2 separate regions of the Mus musculus genome follow, and region 2 is linked to region 1. The links are chromatin contacts, called in public promoter capture Hi-C maps. All regions are on one chromosome and are shown on one strand. The core of a region is the stretch at or near the end of the contact, and the rest is flanking DNA. Distances in the headings are between cores, read along the strand shown.

Region 1 (3,958 bases), core at 51-2,550:
GACAGACTGGCACAAACATGGTGGCTCATAAGTGACAGGATGCTTTCTCACACAGTTCTGTGGACAGGAAGCCTGAAATCAGCACGTCTGCAGGACAGCTCCCCTGTCCCGTCCCCCCATCCCCATCCCCTATCCCCGCCCGCTGCTCATGGATCCATTGCTTCCACTCCTGCCTCTGCCTCCACATGGCCTCCTCTTGTGTGTGTGTCTCCATGGGTTCAAACGTTCATTCTCTTAGAAAGACTCCATAGAAGTGATCAAGGGTGATTTCATCTCGCGATCCTTAACTAATTAACACCCATGAAGGCTCTACTTCTAAAGCCATGCTCTAAAGTTCATGTTGAGGGACCACCAGTCCATGGGAGATAATGGTTGAGCAATCTTGACAAGGGTATTTGAAATGTTGGTACCCGTGTTTTGCCCCTGAGGTGTTCGAAGCTTTAGAGTTGAAGGAACTGGGATCCAGGCAATACAAGAATCTCGCCCAGAACCATCATGTAGAGGCACTGCAGGAAATGAGAGGAAGGAGGGGGAGAATTTCCAGGGGGGAAGTGGGACAGGAAAGGAGGGGACAAGTTCGCCACAGAACCGAAGGGCATCTTTGCATTTGAAACCACTATCCACAGATGGAGATGGAGTAAGACAATGATCACTGGTCAGCCTTCAAGATGGCTCAGCAGTAAACCCCTTACCTCAAGGAGCCTCAGGACCTGAGTTCAATCCCCAGAACCCACATAAAAATGCCAGACACGGGGGTGTGCCTTTGTACCTCAGAGCTTGCAAAGCTCACTGGCCAGCTGGCCTTAGCCTGCTGGGTGCAAATTCCAGGCTCATGAGAGACTTTGTCTCAAACAGAGAGTAGACGGTTCTGGAGAAATGACACTTAAGGGCTGCCTTCTGATCTCTACATAGGTATGACATGAACATGTGTACCTGAAGAGAGAGAGAGAGAGAGAGAGAGAGAGAGAGCGCCAACTACAGAGAAAATACACAAGCACTAGAAGAATGTGCTATCTTGGGGATCAACCTGCAAAATTTTTCAACCTGCTCGTTTCTTGCTGAAGGAACCAAAGCTCCTTTCACTGGCAAAAGCCTACTCAGACTGGTCCCTGAAAGCATTGTGCGTAGATGCCTGCTGGTTGCCATGGTGAATGATGCTGATCTGAAGAATGAATAATGTGAGCGTTGGGGGCGACAGTGGGATTACTCAGTGGTGAGTGAGAAACATCAAGGAGAGCCTGGTGCGGAGGAGGGAGAAGAGGGAGAAGCTCGTCACCTGGGATCCGGTCCGCTCCGGCTCAGAGGGGAGACGTCTATACCAGACACACTGCGAGCATCAGGTAAGAGGCATGGATGGCTGTCTTGGAAATAAAAATGGCTTTTCCTTTCACACTCTGCCTGGAGAGGGGCCAGGCTGTGGGGACTGGATAGCTAAAAATGGGAAGAGTTTAAAAACAGAAGACGGGGAGAAAAAAAAAAATAAATACGAAGAGATGGATTTGTCCCTGGAAGCTGGAGATGCTGTAGAAGCAGTCTCGGTGGAAGCTCTTAGAAACGTCTGCTGCAGGGAACCCAGGCTATAAGATGGCCAGCAGCAGGGGGGAGGCAAGCAGAAGGGGAGGTATGTGTACAAGGACAGGATGCCCGATCACCCCGATGGGAGGGCCTTACAGGGCGCCTGTGTATTAACAGGGTATGAATTCCGCCCACTTACGGAGGTTGGAAGTGTGTTTGTTGGGTATGTAGGTCCCTGGGTGGGGAGGTGGGCATACATCAAGAGACCCGAGGGAGAGTAAGTCCGTTTCCTTCTGAAAGCCATCTCTGGGAGGCTCTGTACACCCCTGCCTCATCTTTTGTATTTCCCATTTACTGGGTGCAAATTCCCAGCCACGTGGAGAGGAGGAAGCTGCTTTCTCAAGCATGTCACTGTCTTTAGAGATGGAAACCAAGGACTGAAAACTTACTTCACGCTGTTACGTTTTCCCCTGGCTCACCTAGCCTAACAACACAAGCCCAGAAACAGAAATCAGTTTGGCTTAATATTCACTTTGGGCTGAACGTGCCCGCTTGCCATTTCAATCTTCCGCAGCATCTGCACTTCTGGCTGGGGATGGGGAATGGAGAAGAAGGCAGAGGGAGACCGGAACATATAGAGCCTGGCAACGCTTGTCTAGATTTTTGATCAGGGGGGATTCAGAAGGAAAGCTTTCTCTCAATCGGAGAGAATGAAAGAAAACCCAAAAACCTTGATGCCTCTCCTTTACCAAAGCTGAAAGGCTTACAATCTGAACAGGGCTCATCTGCCATACAGCCAACCAGGGTACCTCATTTACCAATAATTTAATAATAATAATAATAATAATAAATAATCAACAATAATAATCTATTACTGAACTCAGGGGCTCTGCATTGAAATACAGTGGCTAAGTGGGTAAGTTCTCTCTCTTCCTGTGAGCTGATACTCCAGGCCGCTCATTAATAAGATGGGAATGGAGTCTGTTATTGTGGGAGAAGCCACCTGGCACAGCCTGGATCCAGCAACTGCCGATTTGCTGTGGTTCTCAACCCCTTTGGGGGCCAAACGACCATTGGAAAACACAAACATTTACATTACAAGTCATGACGGTAGCAAAATTACAGTTATGAAGTAGCAACAAAAGCAATTTTATGGTTGGAGGGTCACCATCACATGAAGTACTGTATTAAAGGGTTACAGCATTAGGAAAGTTGGGAACTAGTGGGTTAGACAGTCACAAAAGTCATAGTACTATTGCTACTTTTAGAAGTTATGGGGCAATTAGAAGTTAAGCTATCCTGGGAGCTGAGGACCTTGATCTGAGAAACTAATTTCTTGCACCTTGGGCTTTGACAAAACAAAACACTTGCAGAAGCTTTGAGGTAGATCGCCACTGGGGGGCGCCAGAGGGAATCTCTACTAGTCATGGGAAAAGTAACTTGTCAAAAAAAAAAAAAAAAGCCATTGGGCAGAATGTTCTAGGTAACATTACAGCATTCACAGCAGAGGCAAGAGGTCAGGACTGAGCTGAGAAGCATAAGGTAGGCCCTCAGAGCTCTCTTCACGTTGCCTGTGTTTGGAAGGGCTGGGAACGACACTGTCAGTGATGGATCTCAGCCAGGATGGGCTGTGGCCGGGATGATGTGGGTACATCTTGAGCCTGAGGGCTGCTAGCTTTGTCATGAGCCAGTCCTCATTCCTACCTGTATTCCACCACTGGCTTACTAGCTTAACCTCCGGACGTCCATTTTCTTTTGTCTCTCTAACGATGTCAGTATCTGTGGCCATCTCATGCGCTCAGTCTGCAGCGGCTAGGATGATGTCAAATGCTGATGTAGGAGGGAGGATGTCACTCTTCACTGTGATTTGGTTCCAGACCCGGGATGAACATTGAGGTTGGGAACGTGTCTCACACAGGAGCCATCATCTCCTGGTCACCCTCGGAGCCCTGCTTGGAGGACTATTACCATATTATGTACAGGCCCAACTGGAACAGTATCTTCTCCGGATACCTGCGCTATAACTTCCATCACGAGGAGAAGGTGCCTCGAACCATCACCTCTGTGGCATTGGAACACCTCGCTCCTTCCACTCTCTACTTCCTCTGTATCAGCTGCAAGAAGGCTGCCTTCCCGTATAGTCACTACTGTACCATGTTCCACACCCTGGATAAGAGTCCGCTGGCTGCCGGGGGCTCCCTGGTGGACCCCCAGATTTCTCTTTGGGTGCTGATGGCCATCCTGCTGGCCTGCTTCACTGCTGTGCTGGCCTTCATCTGCCTCCAGTTCTGGTGCCTCCGCTGTCACGAACCTCGGTGGTCTTACAGAGCCGGCCAAATGGAGGAAGCCAATGGGTTGGTAAGATGGCCCGAGGAGACCCCAGCTCTTGGTCAGAGGGAAGAAGACCTGCAGGGGTTCCCCCTGGAGGAACTGCCACGAAAGA
Region 2 (4,111 bases), core at 67-2,566, 200 kb before region 1:
GTTCTAGAGAGCGCAGAGAAGGGCCATGCACGTATCGCTGACCCCTATGCTTCAGGACCGAGAAGGAGATGATGGGCTGAAGTGATTTCTGGGGCCCCTCTTTGTGCCAGATGCACCATCAAGATGATCACAGCCCCAGTTTTTCTCTGTGTGTTTTCTACCATTTCTGGTTTCAAAGCCCATTCTCTGCTAAGGGCAAGTACTGCCTCCTCAAATGCACTCGCTCTCTCTTTTGAATTGTTTTTTTTTTTTTTTTTTTTCTTGATCCATCAGGAAAAGCCCTCTGATTTGTAGTCTCTGAATCATGGTCCCCATAGGGCACCGAAATTACTCAGCCTATAAAAGGATATAGGACCTTGGAAAGTGGCCCTGGCCCCCAGGAAGTGGCATGACTTATTTAAATGCCATGCTTCATGCAGCGCCCACTGTTGTATCAGACGACAGTTTGGCCACCTCTTCCTCTGCCAGCATCTGCTGCCACTTCAGCTTTGTCAGTCTGTCTAACTTATAAGCTTATAAACATGGGTCAGTATTAGCGGGTAACAAGAACGGCAAGCAGATGAATCCTTACTGGATAGCTCCATCTATATTTTTTTTTCCAGTAAACGTGCATTTCACAATCGTAATGGTAGGACTAACTTGGGCCGATCATAGGGAAAGCATTGTGCCAGATGCCAAGGCTCTGGTGATAGTGAAGTCAGATGGTCATGTCTGCCTCAATCACAGTGGTAATCGAGGTCACTGGACTGATACAGACTTTATAGCAATTCAGAGAAGTAACGTGAACTGTCTTCCTAGCTCTCCTGAGCATCGTGATGAAGAACAGTTGAAAAGTACAGGTTTAGTGGAGGTGGTGATTCGATCCCCAGATACATTCTCTCTACAGTTCCTAGAGCGGCATGAAATCTAGTGTACGAGAGAACACATAACAGCAGAGTTCTCTGATGGTCCAGGCCACGCACTGCCCTTTCCTGAAGAAGCTTAGGTAACCCAGTGTTTTTCTCTTTCTTCCTTTTGGGATTCCTCATATAGTCAGAGTGAAAACCCATCACCTTGGCTGACTCAGAAGCCTCTCCTTGATGAGCTGGTGATGATGATGACGCATGTCTTTAACCCCAGCACTCAGCAGACAGAGGGAGAAGGATTTCTGTGAGTTGCAGCCCAGCCAGAGTGGGGACCCCCATCTTTAAAACAAACAAACAAAAACTGGGGGGGAAATCCCTTTTGCTCTGGTTTCTGCCCCTCACTGGCTCTTCTGATGCTCACACCATCCCTCCTGTCTCCTCAAATGCCCAATTGACCTCACCTCCCTGAAATCACATTGAGCGTTTAGCTCTACACAGCTTCCTCTGCAGCTCTGGGCTATGCCCCAGGGTAAAACTGCTTATCACTTGGACTCCTGCAATCATTGTTCTCATCTCTATCTGACTTCTTCCTGGCAGAGCGTCCTCCTCACTTTAGAAAGATCCCCTTGATGCTCTGCTCTGCATCCACGAAGTGCTGAAGACAAGCAGGGTTCCCAAGAGTGGGCTCATTCATGATCATAGCCCAGAACTCCTCATTCTAGTTGATCCCAACAACAGCAAATCACTCAAGAAAGGCCATTGGGGCTTCTCCAAGGGTCAACAAGAAAGAGAGAACCTCTTTATAAGTCAGGGTTACAGTCATCAACAACATAAGCACATACATTGTGACATTGGTCTTGATTACCAACTAAATGGGAATTAAAATCACCCTGGAGACAAACCTCGAGGACTGTCAGAAAGACTGAATTGAGGTGGGAAGACCTAGGCTGGATGTGAAGAGCTTCAGTCCATGAGCTGGGGTCCCAGACTGAACACAAAGCTGAACGCAGGAGCGCACTAGCCTTTTTCTCTCTCTCTGCTTCCTGACTGAGCACCAGCCGCCTCCCTCGTCCACAGTCTTCTGTCATGGCAGCTTTTGTCAATACTCTTTGCCAGCCATGATGGAGTGAACCCTTGAAGTGTGAGTTGAAATAAACCCCTCTTTCTTCAAGTTACTTTTCATAGGTATTTTGTCACAGATATGAGAAAAACAGTACACACACACACACACACACACACACACACACACACACACACATACACACTCATGGGTCCATCCTGCCTGATACCTGAGCTGTACTTGAAGGAAGGGACCTTAAAAAGAACATGAACTCCAAGGTGGGATTCATGAGGGTGGTCCAAGATTTTGTGATTCCCAGATTATCGGATTCCCAAACTCTATCACTCTTTAATCCCCTGATAATTTCTATGACACCCCTATTCAAGAGGAAGACTTCACAATCTCATTTATTAAGTAATCAAGTGGCCATAACTTGGCTAATATTTATATCATAACAGCTTAGTAATTATTTGAAAAATGACATACATAGATGGAAAAATAATGTTTTATTGTAGTTCCAAGCAACCACACACTGACTAATAGATTTGTGCTCTTGTTGGGCCTGGCACACACCCCCACTTCTTATTTTCAGACTGAACTACATTTTCATTTCCCAGTTTTTAAAATCTCAGAAATTACCAAATACAAGCCACCCAGCTTTGCAAAAAATATGTCATTGATAGGAGAGCAGCAGGGTTTAAAAAGGAAATGATTTTTTTCAGACAGTTTGTGTGATGTCAAACAAATGTCAATCCATTTCCCTTAAATGCCCCAGAGCACCCCGATAATTTTCAGTGGCTGCCAAGGGTGACATGGTATACAGTTTGGGATTCATGACACCCCCCCCCCCACACACACACACAACAGGATTTCCTACCATGAAAATTAATTGAAAACAAACTGAAGAAATGAACATAAAATGAATATGCTACATTTTTATTTTAAGGAAAATAGAACATTGCTTTCTGATTCTGAGGTAGGAAGCAATTTCCTAAATGGGTCTCAAAAATATTTGAAAAATTAAAAATGATAAATCCTGTATTACTATTAAGACTTTTCTATGGTAAAATATTTTATACTTAAAAGAAAATTTTTGTTTGTTTCTTTTTTAAAGATTTACTTGTCTTATTTATACGCGTAGACTGTAGCTTCTGGTGTGCCCTCTTCAGACACACCAGGAGAGGGCGTCAGACCCCATTACAGATGGTTGTGAGCCACCATGTGGTTGCTGGGAATCAAACTCAACCTCTGGAAGAGCAGTCAGTGCTCTTAACTGCTGAGTCATCTCTCTAGACCCAAAGAAATTGTTTATGAAACCCAGTATCATGTGCAATGAATATATACCAATAAAGAAAATTCCTAAAATATTTTTAATAAAAAAAAAACAGATTCTCTAGAAAGTAAAAGAATGTATTTAGATACATGACTGAACACCTGTAGCCAAGATGTTTTAAAAACTCCAACAAAGCAATAAAATAGAGTACCCCACACAAGACTAGGAAGTAGGCTTGGGCAGTCTTCCTAGAAGCCAAAATACAAACTTTACAATTCTATTAGTCACTAGGAGAGTAAAAACCAAAACAACAGTTTGATTCTAGCACCCATCTACCACATGCTTAAAATTTTGACTATTTTCTTACAATCGGGTCTCATAAATCCTCCAACTCCCTACGTGGCCAAGGATGATCTTGAACTCCAGATCCTCCAGTCTCTCCTTCCCAGATAAATGTTCTTCCTAAGAAGCTAAGACCACTTTGGGGTGAGGCCCTCACTTCATTCGCCGGCAGTTCACAACATGGCTTCCATCTCTGAGCTTGCCTGCATCTACTCCATCCTCATCCTGCAGAACTACTAGGTGAAGGTCACGGAGAATAAGACCATTGCCCTCATTAACGCAGCGGGTGACAAGGTCCAACCTTTCTGGCCTGGCTTGTTTGCAAAGGCTCTGGCCAATGTCAACATTGGGAGCCTCATCTGCAATGTAGGGGCTGGTGGGCCTGCTCCAGCAGCTGAAACCGCGCCTGCTGGTGGTCCTGCTCCATCCACCGCTGCTGTCCCAGATGAGGAAAAAGTGGAAGCAAAGAAGGAAGTGTCGGAGGAATCGGAAGATGACATGGGTTCTGGTCTTTTTGACTAAACTGCTTTTCTGAAGAAATCCAATAAAGAACTGAACCTATATTAAAAAAAAAAGTTGGGATCAGCAGGC

What was found. Promoter capture Hi-C pulls out the DNA fragments that hold promoters and counts their contacts.
Region 2: a contact with region 1 is called in a promoter capture Hi-C map of trophoblast stem cells, with 4 times the contacts expected there. The contact joins the enhancer-like site here to the promoter of Fndc9 in region 1. A contact is called at or near these places in 21 of 39 promoter capture datasets (the 3T3-L1 cell line, the C10 cell line, cranial neural crest and 11 more), 12 of 484 Hi-C or Micro-C datasets (ECoMG myeloid progenitors, Th2 cells, bone marrow and 7 more), 4 of 115 datasets of contacts at active chromatin or transcription factors (embryonic stem cells, epiblast stem cells and stem cell-derived neural progenitor cells) and 2 of 9 other capture datasets (adipose tissue and liver).

The regions. Positions count from the first base shown.
Region 1 is chr11:46,234,257-46,238,214 of GRCm38.p6, forward strand. It overlaps Fndc9 (fibronectin type III domain containing 9), which reads left to right and starts at 1,301. Exons shown (of 2, transcript NM_177075.4): 1 at 1,301-1,340; 2 at 3,393-3,958. The coding sequence starts at 3,400. All of the region lies in intron 23 of Cyfip2 (cytoplasmic FMR1 interacting protein 2), which reads right to left.
Region 2 is chr11:46,032,740-46,036,850 of GRCm38.p6, forward strand. It overlaps the pseudogene Gm12165. Among named protein-coding and RNA genes, the nearest start is that of Adam19, 21 kb to the right of the region's middle. Within about 2 kb of position 1,317, at least 5 of the 459 cell types and tissues checked have an H3K27ac peak or open chromatin away from gene starts, as enhancers often do. A contact at or near this core is called in group 2 innate lymphoid cells and trophoblast stem cells, where this site is marked.